2 separate regions of the Mus musculus genome follow, and region 2 is linked to region 1. A link is a contact called in public Micro-C data. All regions are on one chromosome and are shown on one strand. The core of a region is the stretch at or near the end of the contact, and the rest is flanking DNA. Distances in the headings are between cores, read along the strand shown.

Region 1 (6,505 bases), core at 255-2,754:
AGAAGATGTGAGTTTCTGTGGGAATGGAGTCTCAGAAGATAACTTGTGAGTCACCATGTAGGTGCTGGCAACAGAAACTCCGACCTCTCAAAAATAGTGATCTTGAACTATGATCGATCCATTTGGTCTCAGCATTAAAAAAAAAAAAAAGTGTGTGTGTCTTCCTGCCCATCCACCCAAGTTGGGAAAGGGTCTCATGTAGCCCCAGGTTCACCTCCAACTCACTATCTTGATTGTCCAGCTCCAGCCTCAGAGCCACCTGACAGTCCAGCCTCAGACATCTGACAGTCTCCCTGAATACTTGTTTAAATACATTTCCTGCAGGTGGCAACATTTTCTTCTCCATAAATTTCTATTATTTATTCTGCGTATCTCTTTAGTGCCACTCAAAGCACCGACCATCAAAGGGCCTTTAGCCAACCAAGCATGCCAAATACGACTCTGGCAGGCCTTGGCTTCACCGCCATACCCTCCATCTTGCTAAAAATCATTAGATTACATCCATAAAGCTAGACACCAAGGTCTATTCCCTTATTTGACCATTTTCTCCTCTTGAGGCTGACCACTAAGGTCCAGCTAACAAAGCACTGAAGTCCAGCCCCTTGAAAAGCCCCCTTTGGCTTATGTAATTAATATACACAATCAAAACAAACCAACTTATCCTAACATCGGATTTTTTTTTTAACCTTTATGAACTGTTATTTGCCTATGGGTCGGTCTCCTCCCTATCCAGAGGCAGCCCTTCGTGTTTCGGGTGCAAATACTCCTCTCTCCTCTCTCTTGACCCTTTTCTCTTCGTCCTAGTCTCTATCTTCTTTCTTTGTCTCTTATTCACTGCCTTTTGTCTCTCTGGGGAAAATAAATCTCCTTTGTTCTGAGAACTTGGTCTTGGGGTGTCCTAAGTCGACTTTCGAGGTCCCCACAGCCATGTTAATTCTAAATATCTCCCAAAGATAAGCACTGTTAAACTATTTCCGTCTTGAAGTAAGGAATGCAAGGCAGAGAGGACCGGCTCATAACAGCAATAAGACGCAACACTACGAAGTTTACTTAGTCTTTTCATCTCTATTCTCACGCCAAAACAAAGAATATCATCTGAAATGTGTTCTTATGGTGGAAATCAAATTAGCCAGATCTATCTCCCATGAGATCGTCACCATCATCATAAGCAAGAACAATGCAAACTTGGAATACTTTTGTCGAAGGGCAGAGCTCCTGACAGAAGACGATGAACCTGAAAAAGACTCAGTCCTTTCCCAGTAATGCCTTTCGAGTACTTGCACTCTCAGAAGTCCCGCTTCCGCCAAGTGACAGTAACCGGAAAACGTCAACAGGGAAAGCCGGAACCGGTGAGGGGGGCGGGGCCTCCGGCGACGCTCTAGCTTTCGCTTACTCTACGTCCACCTTGATTGACAGACTCCGAGCTCCAAGGCTCGTTACGATTGGATGCGGAGCTTTGGATGGGCGGGCAGCTAGCGCGGCGGCGCGCTGATTGGTCAGTTCCGCCATGCGGTGGAGGGGCGGTGCTTGTGGCGGCGTGAGGGGTCTGGCTGCCTTGTCAGCCTGGTGTGGTCGGGTGCATGTGGGCGCTCCGCTCACTGTTGCGTCCCCTTGGCCTGCGCACCATGTCGCAGGGTTCGGCTCGTCGGCCGCGGCCATCCAAAGACCCACTGCGACACCTGCGTACGCGGGAGAAGCGCGGCCCGGGTCCCGGGGGCCCGAACACCGTGTACCTGCAGGTGGTGGCGGCGGGCGGCCGGGACGCGGGGGCTGCTCTCTATGTCTTCTCGGAATACAACAGGTCAGAGTGGGCCGACAGCCCTGGGGGATTGGCCCCAGCGCCACGTGCTCGGGAGGCCTCCTGTCCAATCCTGTATATATCCCTTACCTCCCTTAGTCAGCATGGCTTTCAGGTATCCGGGCAAAACTTCCCGTGCCCCGACTCTCACCATCACCATCCCAAAGCGGGGGCCTCACCGTGAGTGTGTGGGCTAGACCGGTTTCATAAGTCGATGGGGAAAGACATCACTCCCCATTGATCTATACCAAACTACACTCTTCCGTCACTAACCAAAGAGGGCTCAAAACCTACTAGGCAGTATGAGAACCCTGTCATTTATGTCGCTGTATCTACAGTAAAGCATTTTACAGAGTATACTTGTAAGTACAGTAATGTTCCTCCTGTAGGTACCTTTTTAACTGCGGAGAAGGCGTCCAACGACTTATGCAGGAACACAAGTGAGTCAACTCCTGGCTTCTGGGGTGGAGATGATTATGGGCTTGAAAGCTGAGGTGAGAGGCAGATGAGACTTCTCAGCAGACACGGTCTCTGGTCGTCTTTGTTTCATCTGGCTGAAATGTATGTTTTTTTCTTAGACTGAAAGTCGCTCGCTTGGACAACATCTTTCTGACTCGGATGCATTGGTCAAATGTTGGGGGGTTGTGTGGTGAGTATGTGTTTGGAGGTCAGGGGCCGGTGGGAAGTTTCTGGGGGCTTAACATGGCTTGCAGCTCATTTGTTCATCTTCCTAGCCCAGGGGAGATAGAATTCCTGGTACACTAGCTTAGTCAGCTTGAGTAGGGGGTGTGAAAACCTAGACTCGGAAAAGTAGGCCTTGATATGGTTACAACCTCCACCTGGACCACAGATTTAACAACAGAGTGCTGTGGTGGGTGCTGATCAGACTCTGCAGCTGGATTCAGACACATACTGTCATCCAGACTGTGTGGCTGCCAGATTTTGAAAGCATAGTAGTATGGGCAGAGGAGAGAATGAGGTAGTGGACTGTGCCCTCCTCCCCCTTGCATAGCAGACCCTGCTCTGATGCATGGTTAGATCAATGCTAACATTATTTTCTCTTTATGTATTGTATAGTTGCTTATACCCTAGAACAGGGACACGTAGGTAAATAACTAGTATAGCCAGAAGCACCCCACCACCATGCACACACACACACACACACACACACACACACACACACACACACACACACACACATACCACATACCGGACAGGGCCTGCAGGCTAAGTTGAGAGTGCTGGATTTTTATTTATTTTCTCTTTACATTCTTTTAAGGAATGATTTTAACTTTAAAGGAAACCGGGCTTCCCAAATGTGTTCTGTCTGGACCACCACAGCTGGTGAGTGTCTCCTGGTCACCCGTTAAAACCACCTCCTTTAAAAATGGTAGCAGTCTTCATTTTTGTAACTTAACCTTCTGCCCTCAAGGATAACAGGTAGTGGAGTTAAACACATCTCCTTTCATAGTATGTAAATACTAACTGTGTGGTCCTGGGTGAGCTACTTTGCCTCTCAGCCCCAATTTCTTAATTTATAAAGTGGCCAGAATGATCCATAGGTTGTTAAAGTTGAATTGCGTGAAGTGGTACATGGGAGGGACTAAATCACTCACTATGGTACCAAAGAAGGACTTCATGAATTACAGCGTTCTTTCTTTCCTATTCAACTTAAGACATCTAACTTTGTCTCTAGCTTCTCTTCTTCCTCCTTGAGCTTTCACTCTCTGTGAACCAAATTAGCCTTGCTTGTCAGTTCCTACTTCTCAGCAGTCCTCCCCTGTGTGGCAGCCAGAACATGGTGTACATGCAGGGCACTGCTTCCCGCCCTAAGCTTTCCCTGTGTGGTGTGTGTGTGATCCACAGGGTGGTCTTTAAGTCCCACAAGCCCAGGCTGCTGTTCATACTTCTACCTGTGTCATCGAGCTGGAGCCACGAGGGCCAGCCCTGCCCCTTGTCTTGCTTTCAAAAGTCATTCCCCCTGGAGGTGTACCACACAAGTTGGTGTCTGCCCCGTCTTTCATTTCTTTCAGAGTACCTGATTGTTACTGAGTTGTTTGTGTTATCGTTGGCTTCCTCTCCATCTCTGTTCTAATGAGAGCAAAAACTTCATATCTCTTACTGTTGCTAAATGGTGGCATCTAATGACACTGGGCACAACAAATAACTGTCTAGATGAAATTTAAAGTACTAGCTAAGTTTTGTGTTTGCCTAGAGTACATATAGTACTTACTTGAATACATTACTGTGCCCTATGTTTAAAACATAACTTCTTCCTTATTTTTTAGGAGAAATATCTAGAAGCAATCAAAATATTTTCTGGTCCATTGAAAGGAATAGAACTGGGTATGTTGTTGACTGTGACCTACTGTCTTACGTTTTTTCTTACATGAGCCCTGCTTTGTAAATTAGAATCCATCAAGAGCTGCCTTAAAGCAAGACTTAGAATCGCATGCTTCCTTTCAGCATGCCATGGTTTCTTTAAGAGCTGTGATTCTGTTCTTTGTTGGTTCTTTCTCTTTTCTTTTTGATGATTTACTTGTATTTCACATGCCTTTGTGTTATGTCTACATATATGTCTGTATGAGGTGTGAGATACCCTGGAACTGAAGTTACAGACAGTACTGAGCTGCTGTGGGCACTGAGAATTAAACCGAGTCCTCTGGAAGAGCAGCCACTGCTCTTAACTCTCTCCAGCCCCTCTTGCTCCTCTCATGCCTCAAGAATACTGGCTGGGTAGGCAGGAAGTACTATAATCTGGTATATGCCTGCATTCCTTTCTGCATCTCTCAACCTCCACTCTGGCCCCAGGCTCCTTCCCCAGTCCGAGAGGTGTTTCTTAGGGCCTTGAACGCCTTGTAGGAGGAAGTAGTATAAGGAGTCTTTGGCTATCTTGTAGCTAACCTTTATCTCCAGCTCTGCTGGGAGGCCCATAACTTTGATGAGAAGAGGTCTCAATGAAGAAGATATAGCAGGATCCTGGAGCAAGCAGCCACCCACCCCTACCTGCACCCCCACCTGCACCCCCAGCTCCCCTACCCCCATTGGCCTGTCAGTGCTGCTCTTTTATAAAGCACTGACAGTTTTATTTCAGAACATACACTAGTTCTCATGGCTGAGAAGGTAAAGTTCCTGGCTGGCTGGTGGTCTTGTTAACTCAGAACTCTTGCATTTAAGCTCTTTTCTTGCTGGATCCTTATGCAGTGCTCATAGCATGACTTCCCTGACTGTGCTCCATATAAATGACTGATGAAAGTACAGCTTCCTTTTTATGTTTGCTTTTTTTCCTAAAAAATGTTATAGCTATTAGAGAGCCTGGTTTTGCTGGCATATTTCCATTAGCACTGTAAGGAAAGTCAGTGGCGGCTGGTGAGAACCCACGCCGTTACTCATGCACTGCATTTCTTGACCTGTGTTTTCCCTGCAGCCGTGCGGCCTCACTCTGCACCAGAATACAAGGATGAGACCATGACTGTTTACCAGGTCCCTATCCACAGTGAGTCTGAGAGCCAGATTTCTCTGGAGTACATTGTTGTGGTTCCTAATCATGGGGTATGAGGGTGAGGAGAGTGTGTGAAGACTTGGTGTGAGTGGCCTGTTTGGGACCTTAACCTCTTGTGGACAATACTATGTGCACTCAGGCTGGCAAGTTCATTCCCCAGGGTTTGTTTGATGCAGATATAAGTGTCTTTCTCAGAAACATTTTAATAACTATAGCCTAGAAGAGAGTCATTGAGGGCTGGGAAGCTCCAGCCCTGCTTCATGGCTTTGAGTTGGAAACACACAGCGTAGTTTACTGGCATGTGTTTTCCTGTGGCTACACTTGCCCAGTTCTGCTGGCCAGTGTTTCCTTGGAGCCCAGCAGGTTCTGATCGTGTGATGTGCCCAGAGGAGCAAATGCAGTTTCTGTTGAGACCAGCAGCTGTGTTTCGGCTTCTCGTAACAGCAGTTCCCCTCTTGATTTTGATACAAGCTGCAGAATTTTGCTCCTTTTGGTGATGAGTATCCTGTGGGCCTTTGTAGATCGGACAGTGGTGATAACTGAACTAATCTGTAGCCTGGATGCTTTTCAGTCAAGCAGTATCGAATCCCTTCTGTGGGCAAGGCCATGGAGCCAGGGAGAGGCCAGCAGGCCTGGAAATTGGTTATTTACTGCTGCAGGGAAAGGAGTTCTGGTTTGAAATACATTAGGGAATTCGCACATGTGAACACCTGGGCCGCAGTTATGGGAACTGTGTGATGTGATGACTTCCTGTGCTGCGCAGGTGAACGGAGGTGTGGAAAGCAACAGCCATCCCAGAGCCCCAGAACATCTCCCAACAGGCTCAGTCCCAAACAGTCATCGGACTCTGGATCAGCTGAAAATGGGCAGTGCCCTCCAGAGGACAGCAGTGCAGGTAAGCTGTGGAATAGGCCTTGGAGTTTTAATGCTTGGTCCTTTTAATAGATTGTCTCTAGGGGCTGGAGAGATGGCTCAGTGGTAAGAGTACTAGCTGCTCTTCCAGCAGCCCTGAGTTCAATTCCCAGCAACCACATGGCTTTCTGTGATCACAGTATAGTGTGGCCTGTGGCCCGCCCACCTAAAAACTTGTACTCCTTGATCGGCTTTCCCTCTGTCCCCATCCTCCAGCCTTTGGTAACCTTCTCTGATACGGATTTTTCTGTTTAGATTCTATGAATGGGTGAGGTGCCTCTATCCAAGGTTGC
Region 2 (6,895 bases), core at 843-3,342, 180 kb after region 1:
AAACAAGTCCTGAAGGAAGATAGGAGCCAGGTGTCTGGAAGCAACACGAATGCCTTCCCTGAGACATCTATATCCGAGCACCAATCTCTAACACTCCAAGAGAACACCAGGCTACTAAGTGGACTGAGAATACTCCATGAGAAACAGCAACCTGTGGTCAGAGTGAGGGGCCCACCCCTGGGATGTCTACTGCCATCATGTATGCCAGAGCCCAGGGAGTGTGATCCAGAAGCCAAGACAGTAAAGAATGGTCAGCTTGACAACCAACAGCTACACCCCCCAGTACCAGGAAAGCACTATCTCAGCATCCAACATACCAAAGACAGTCCACGTGAGGCTATATTTGTGGCAATACCGTGCCAAAAATCTGGGCTAATCTGACTCTGCTATTCATAAATTCCCCCCTCATGTTAAAGCACATGTGTTTGGGAAGGGAAAATGAATCCAAGTCTAGTTTAGAAGCTTGGAAACGCTTAGGTTACTTGGAAACCATCTGGAGTTCCTGAAAGCATGAGAAGCCATCACATCCCCTGCCCTCAAATGCCCACTGTAACTAGGGCAGTATGCTTCCCTCATGTCCTCTATTCTCCAGGGAAGTCCCCACCCCCACCCTACCAGGTGCCAGCTCAAGCTCCATTTCCCACCCAAGAAAGGTATTTGGTTTCTCAACAAACCTGGCCGAGAGCACTCTATGTGTGGAGCCTGCACTTGAATTGCACCCAAGGCTTGGTTCTTCCCTTTCTGCTTACTTTAAACTGCACACCTAAATTCCTTTAACAACCACACAGAAATCCGGCCCTGGGCACACAGATTCCATGAAAAATCCCCCTCTATCTAACAAGCCTGTGTTTCAAGAATGTCTAGCTTTGGACGGGACCCACTAAGAATCCTTATGTAACCTTAATAGATCTTGGCACCCCACAGATCCGCTCCTGGAGACACTGGCCCAGATCTAGTCCATGTTCACCAAGATGAGAGCAGTCTGGGTCCTGCAGATTCCTGGGGCCAAGCTGTTCTGGACTGGGAGGGAGGAGAGACTGTCCCATCCCCTACCTGGCTGAGAGCCTCTGATCCTCCTCTCTCTGATCCTCCTCTCATCTTCCAAGGGAGTTGAACCTCACTTTCGCAGCCTCCCTCCCTCCCTCCACTGAAATCAGTCTTGGGACCGAGCCTACATCAGCCAGCACCTTCCCCCTTCTCGCCATCCTTTCCCCACCCCCAAACGCTGAGGAAAAAACAGCCAGGAAAGTGATCCAGCATCCCATACAGTCACAGCCCCTGAAAACAAACAGGGCTCCAGTGGGGAAGGAGGGTGTCGACCAGGCCCAACACTACCTCAGGACCCTAAGCAGCCCTGAACTGGGCGCAGGGAGGAAGAGATCTCCAGAGGCAGCCAACGACTCGGCAGCCAGCAGCTCCAGCAGAGCAAACACCTGTTTCCAGGAAGAATCGCTACCAGAGGAAAAGGGAGTCCCGAGGAAAGGCAGAGAGGGCGAGGTGAAGGGGCAGCTGGGGACGCAGGTGAGGATGCGTCACTCTCTGAGCCTAGACCGGCGAGCGAGAAGCGAGCAGGGGTCGGGAGAGGAAAGGTCTCACCAACGACCCGCGCGGACCCAGGAGGGACGCACAAGCTCCAGGCCGGGCAGCTCCATCACCTGCGCCTGGCAGATGCAGCCCCGCGGGCGTGCCGGCCCTGGGCGGCCAGCGGGTGACCTACCTGCCCACCGTCTGGTTGGCCAACTGGCGCATGCGGTTAAACTGCTTCTTCATCGTGGCCCCGCTGCCGCGCTAGCCCGGGAGCTGGGGAAGGACTGAGCTGCCCGGAGCCCACCGCAGGGTTACATGGCTCCCGCGCCCAGCCTCCCGGGCGACGGCGGCGGCACTGCGGAGCCTGGGGAGCCGCCTGGCCCGCGCCCAGCCTCCCGAGAGCACCTCCGCCTAGTCCGCCCGCCGCATCCTTCTCTGTGCCACGCCCGGGGCCGCCCAAGGCGCCCGGCGGTCAGCCCCAGCTGTAGCTAGCCCCCAGCCCCAGCCCGGCGAGCGAACCGGGGAGTCTCCGCAGGCTGGCTAGCCAGCTGGCCGGGTGGTCCCCGTGCGCCTGTGCGGAATGCGCCGTGCATGCTGGGACTTGTAGTTTGCCGCTCCCACCTTTCCTCTGTCCAAAGTTTGTAGGGACAGCTTTTGTGCAGAGGTGAGAGAAGACAGTATGACCAAGACGTTTAGGCTTTAGCCTTGTAGTAAAGGAAATACTTTCGTGCTTGAATAGTGAAACCAACGACACAACAACAAACAGAGTAAACGTCTGACTCCTATTTTCTCTCAAGCGAATGCGAGATGTTCAGTGTTGAATTCATATGAAGATATGTTAGGCAGATGTGTTCGTTAAATTGTATAAAGTCACCTTATTGGTGTTCAATCACAGTGTTAAGCTTGGGACAAAGGGGTTTCGAACTAGGCGTAGCATGCATCCCAAAATGCCATCCTTAATCTTTTTCAAACCCAGTAAGTAACCAAAAGTTTACATAAGATTGAATCAGTAACGTCTTGTCTACTAGCACAACCTGAGACAGCTTTCTTGTATGATTTAGATTCTATTACCATAGCTATGTCCATCTCCTTACCGCCACTAGACCTGAAATGGTATCAGCTGGGCAGCCCACTGGCATTTACCAGCTGGTTGAAAGAAATTGTGGCTCATTAGACTTGGAAGGTGGCAGGTGAGGGGGACAGCAAATGGCTCAATAGGTAAAGAAGCCTATTGACCTGTGTTCAGTGTCTAGAACATACACGGTAGGAGAAAATTAACTCCTGCATGTTGTCTTACGTACACACACACTAAATAAATATAAATAATGTAAAAAAAAGAAAGAAAATCACATGTGATCTCAATTAGTTGTCATCTTTATATATATCAAGTCAGAGTTGTTGGGCAGTAGAGACATTGGATCAAACAAATGTGAGTCTTCCCATTAGAATCTCACATATTTAATCAGCAATTTTAGGAAAACTGCTGGGACTCTCTCATCTCCAGCTTCCCTATCTCAAGTAGAAAGCACTGCTGTTTGGTAGATGGAAATGAAAGAGTGCTGTTTTCCAAATCTAACTACATACAGGCTATCATGTAGTCCACTGTGGCAGATACAATGGAAGATAGCATAATGGGAAAATCCAGGATCATTCCTATTATGAAAATAGTTTAAAAAAAAAAAAAAAGGAAGAGCATCCATCTATGACCCGAGATTCTCTGCAGTGTGTTGATTACAGTAGAAAGATGCCCTAAATATGGATGTAAGTGTCTTACTGGCCAGCGGAACAAATGATGGTTTGAGGCATGTTTTGGCTGAATGAACATGAAATCTTTAATTAATTGTGAGCTCAGCCTCTGCTTATTAGGTCAAGAGTTCTGGTCAATTAGCAGTGAAGGCATCGTGCTTGTGACTGACTGTATGTGGCAACATACAGTCATGTCAACGTCATGTTTATATAAACAAAGTACTTCTATTTTGAGTTTTTAAAAATCCTTTATTCATTCATTTATTTATTTATTTATTTATTTATTTATATTTATTTTAAACTGCAGATGTTATTCCCCTCCTGTTCCACCCTCCGACCATTCCACATCTCATACCTCCTCCCCACCCCCCTTGTCTCCACAAGGATGTCCCCACCCCCCACCCCACCAGACCTCTAAACTCCCTGTGGCCTCCAGTCTCTTGAGAGTTAGGTTCACCTTCTCCTGACTAAACCCAGACCCAGCCGTCCTCTGCTGTATATTTGTTGGGGGCCTCATATCAGCTGATGTATGCTGCCTGGATAGTGTTCCAGTGTCCAAGAGATCTCAGGGGCCCAGGTCAATTGAGACTGCTGGTCCTCCTACAGGGTCACCCTCCTCCTCAGCCTCCACAGGAGTCAGCAACTTCTGTCCATTGGTTGGATGCGAATATCTGCATCTGACTCTCTCAGCTGCTTGTTGAGTCTTTTGGAGGGCAGTCATGATAGGTCACTTTTTGTGAGCGCTCCATAGCCTCAGTAATAGTGTCAGGTCTTGGGGCCTCCCCTTGAGCTGGATCCCACTTTGGTCCTGTCGCTGGACCTTCTTTTCCTGGAGCTCCTCTCCATTTCCATCCTTGCAGTTCTTTCAGACAGGAACAATTATGAGTCAGAGTTTTGACTGTGGGATGGCAACCCCATCCCTCACTTGATGCTGGGTCTTTCTGCTGGAGGTGGGCTCTACAAGTTCCCTCTTCCCAATGTAGGGCATCTCATCTAAGGTCCCTCCCTTTGAGTCCTGAGAGTCTCTCACCTCCCAGGCCTCTGGTGCATTCTGAAGGGTTTCCCCAAACTCCTACCTCCCAAGGTTACCTGTTTCCATTCTTTCTTCTGGCCCCCAGGGCTTCAGTCTTCCCCCCCCCCAATACCAGATGATGTTCCCCTCTCCCCCCCCCCATCCCCTTTCCCTCCCAGGCCCCTCCCTCCCTCCCAAGTGGGGCTGAGGCATCCTCACTTGGGCCCTTCATCATGTTGACCTTTTTGAGTTCTGTGGACTGTATCTTGGGTATTCTATACTTTTTTTTTTTGGCTAATAGCCACATATTGGTGAGTACAAACCATGCATGTCATTTTGGATCTGAGTTACATCACTCAGGATGATATTTTCTAGTTCCATTCATTTGCCTGCAATAAAAAAAAAAATGACCATATGGTTAATAGTGCTTATCAATTTAGCAGGAGCTGGATTCACCAGAGAAACAAGCCTATGGGTACGTCTGTAAGAGAATGTTTGGGTTGGCAGAGGTAAGCAGAGCCACCTTAAATGTGTGCAGCACCATTCTCTGGGCTGTATATAAAAGAGAGAGAGTGAGCTGAGGATTATCGTTCATCTCTCTCTTCTTCCTGATAGCAGATGCAGTGTGACCAGCTGCCTTCAGGTTCTACTGCTGTGACTGCCCTGCCATGGTGGTCTGTACCCACAAATTGTGAGCTCAAATTAACTCTGTTACCTTAATTTGGTCAAAGTATTTCTTCACAGTAACATGAAAAGCCACCAATAATACCCTAATAAGCATGGCTTTGTGTACATCAGTCATGGGGAGCCATTAAGAACACTGTATGACTTTAAACAACATGATACTTGGTCGTACAACTGTGTTATTCAGTACAGTGGCCCTTGAATTGTGTGGCTGTTGAAATTTCAATAAATAAAGAGTTTAGTGTCTCAGTCATCCTGTCCATACATTAAGTGCATCTTCTGCATTCTGTCCTGGAGAAAGGATAATGACACAGGAAAAAAAATAGAAAGAGAGAGGGAAATTAATGTCAAGTCTGCACTTTTGATCTTTCAAAGCAGATGTCAGAATCACATGTAACAAAATGGAGTTTTTAAAGAAGAGAGTTTGGAATTTAAGAACACAAGCTTTTGTGCTTTCATGTGGCTTGTGAAGGCTGTAACTTCATGCTGTCTAAAGAACCCACATGCTGCTGGGGTGTTGAAGATGGTGATGCAGGAGATGAAACCAAGAAAGAGAAAAGGGAAGTAGATGGTAGTCATAGAGATTCTATCATTACCCGAAAATAAATAAATCAAATGCTACCTATCCCTACAGGAGAGATTATGGCTTATTGAGGTCATGATTACTCAGGTGATTTTCTGTGGAAAGGCAATATACACAGAATATCCTCCCTCCTCCGCTGCCCTATATCACCATGAATTAGTTGTGGGTGGTGTGGAGCTGAGTGACAGCCTTCTAGCTGGAGTAAGAAGGGCACCTTGGTTGTGTTACCACCTGAAGATTTAGTATTGCCTCACCACTGAGTCTCTAGAGGACATGTCTGGGAACGTAGCCTGCGACTTGTTCTTTTGTAGTCCATGCTTGACAGCAGGCGTAGTGAAGCTGTCTGCCAGAAGGACAAGAAGTGCATCCATCACACTGTCTATCATCTGCAGAGCTTCTGCACAAAAGTCCTTTGCCGTGGTGGGAGGCCAATCCCATGAGGAATCGCAAATGTTCCATCTCCCCATTTCCTACAAAAGCCAAAAGGGCTGGATAGGATGCTGCTGGGTTACCAATGAGCAGAAAGCTCTACAGCCAAGGTGTGGAATGGCCTGGAATGTAATTTCTGCACCTAAAGGAAATATGCTTAAAAGTGAAATTTGTTTGCAGGAGAAAAGAGGAGGGAAAAGAAGGGAAAGGAACACTCTGTTCCTTGTGTTCTTGACTTTGATCTATGGGAGGATGGCACCTCCCTGTACCTGTCAACCTTTGGCTTGGCCACAGGATTGCTCTGGCCAATAAAATCACATGCATCTTAGCTTTCTTCAAAATTTTATTTATGTGAAATTAATTTTCCTAGGAATATGGTAAGCAAGTTCATAGTCAATCATTGAGTTAGAATGGTGTTGGCATCAAATTAAATAACATAGCCCTTCAGCTGCTGTATACTATATTTCAAATTTCCAAGAACTACATAAAGTTTCTAAATGACATATGTCTCCCATAGGCTTATGTTTTGGACATTTTGATCCCCAGTTAGCGATGCTGTTTGGAAAGGTGGTGAGTTTAGGAAGTGAAATCTTGATGGACAAAGTATGTTGCTGGTGAGTGGACTTTGAGCATTTATAGTCACGTCTTTCCTCTGTTCTCTCTCCCTCTTCCTTCTGCGCTCTCCCCATTCCCTTTCCCCTCCCACTTCCCCTCCTCCCTCTTTCTGTCTGTCTCTGTCTCTTTCTCTCTCTCTTCTGTACAATGAGAATAGTCATTCATAACAGAAGCTATAGAGCTTCATATTAAACTTTCAGTAATGAATATATTTTATGCATTTATCCACTACCAAAACCAAAAATCTCCATGACAGAGTTGGAGCTAGGAAAACAATTCGCTTTATGCCCTCTTTCATA

What was found. A called contact is a pair of places that touch in the nucleus more often than the background predicts.
Region 2: a contact with region 1 is called in a Micro-C map of embryonic stem cells, with 4 times the contacts expected there. The contact joins the promoter of Arhgap44 here to the promoter of Elac2 in region 1. A contact is called at or near these places in 1 of 39 promoter capture datasets (stem cell-derived epiblast-like cells), 4 of 484 Hi-C or Micro-C datasets (embryonic stem cells, nephron progenitors and olfactory sensory neurons), 1 of 115 datasets of contacts at active chromatin or transcription factors (embryonic stem cells) and 2 of 9 other capture datasets (adipose tissue and pancreatic islet).

What each region holds. Positions count from the first base shown.
Region 1 is chr11:64,977,531-64,984,035 of GRCm38.p6, forward strand. It overlaps Elac2 (elaC ribonuclease Z 2), which reads left to right and starts at 1,505. Exons shown (of 24, transcript NM_001362983.1): 1 at 1,505-1,801; 2 at 2,188-2,238; 3 at 2,377-2,447; 4 at 3,078-3,142; 5 at 4,087-4,144; 6 at 5,226-5,294; 7 at 6,064-6,195. The coding sequence starts at 1,581.
Region 2 is chr11:65,160,869-65,167,763 of GRCm38.p6, forward strand. Arhgap44 (Rho GTPase activating protein 44) reads right to left here and starts at 2,093. Exons shown (of 20, transcript NM_001099288.1): 1 at 1,718-2,093. The coding sequence starts at 1,770. It overlaps LOC115487730 (a long non-coding RNA gene), which reads left to right. Exons shown (of 3, transcript XR_003949568.1): 2 at 1-1,521.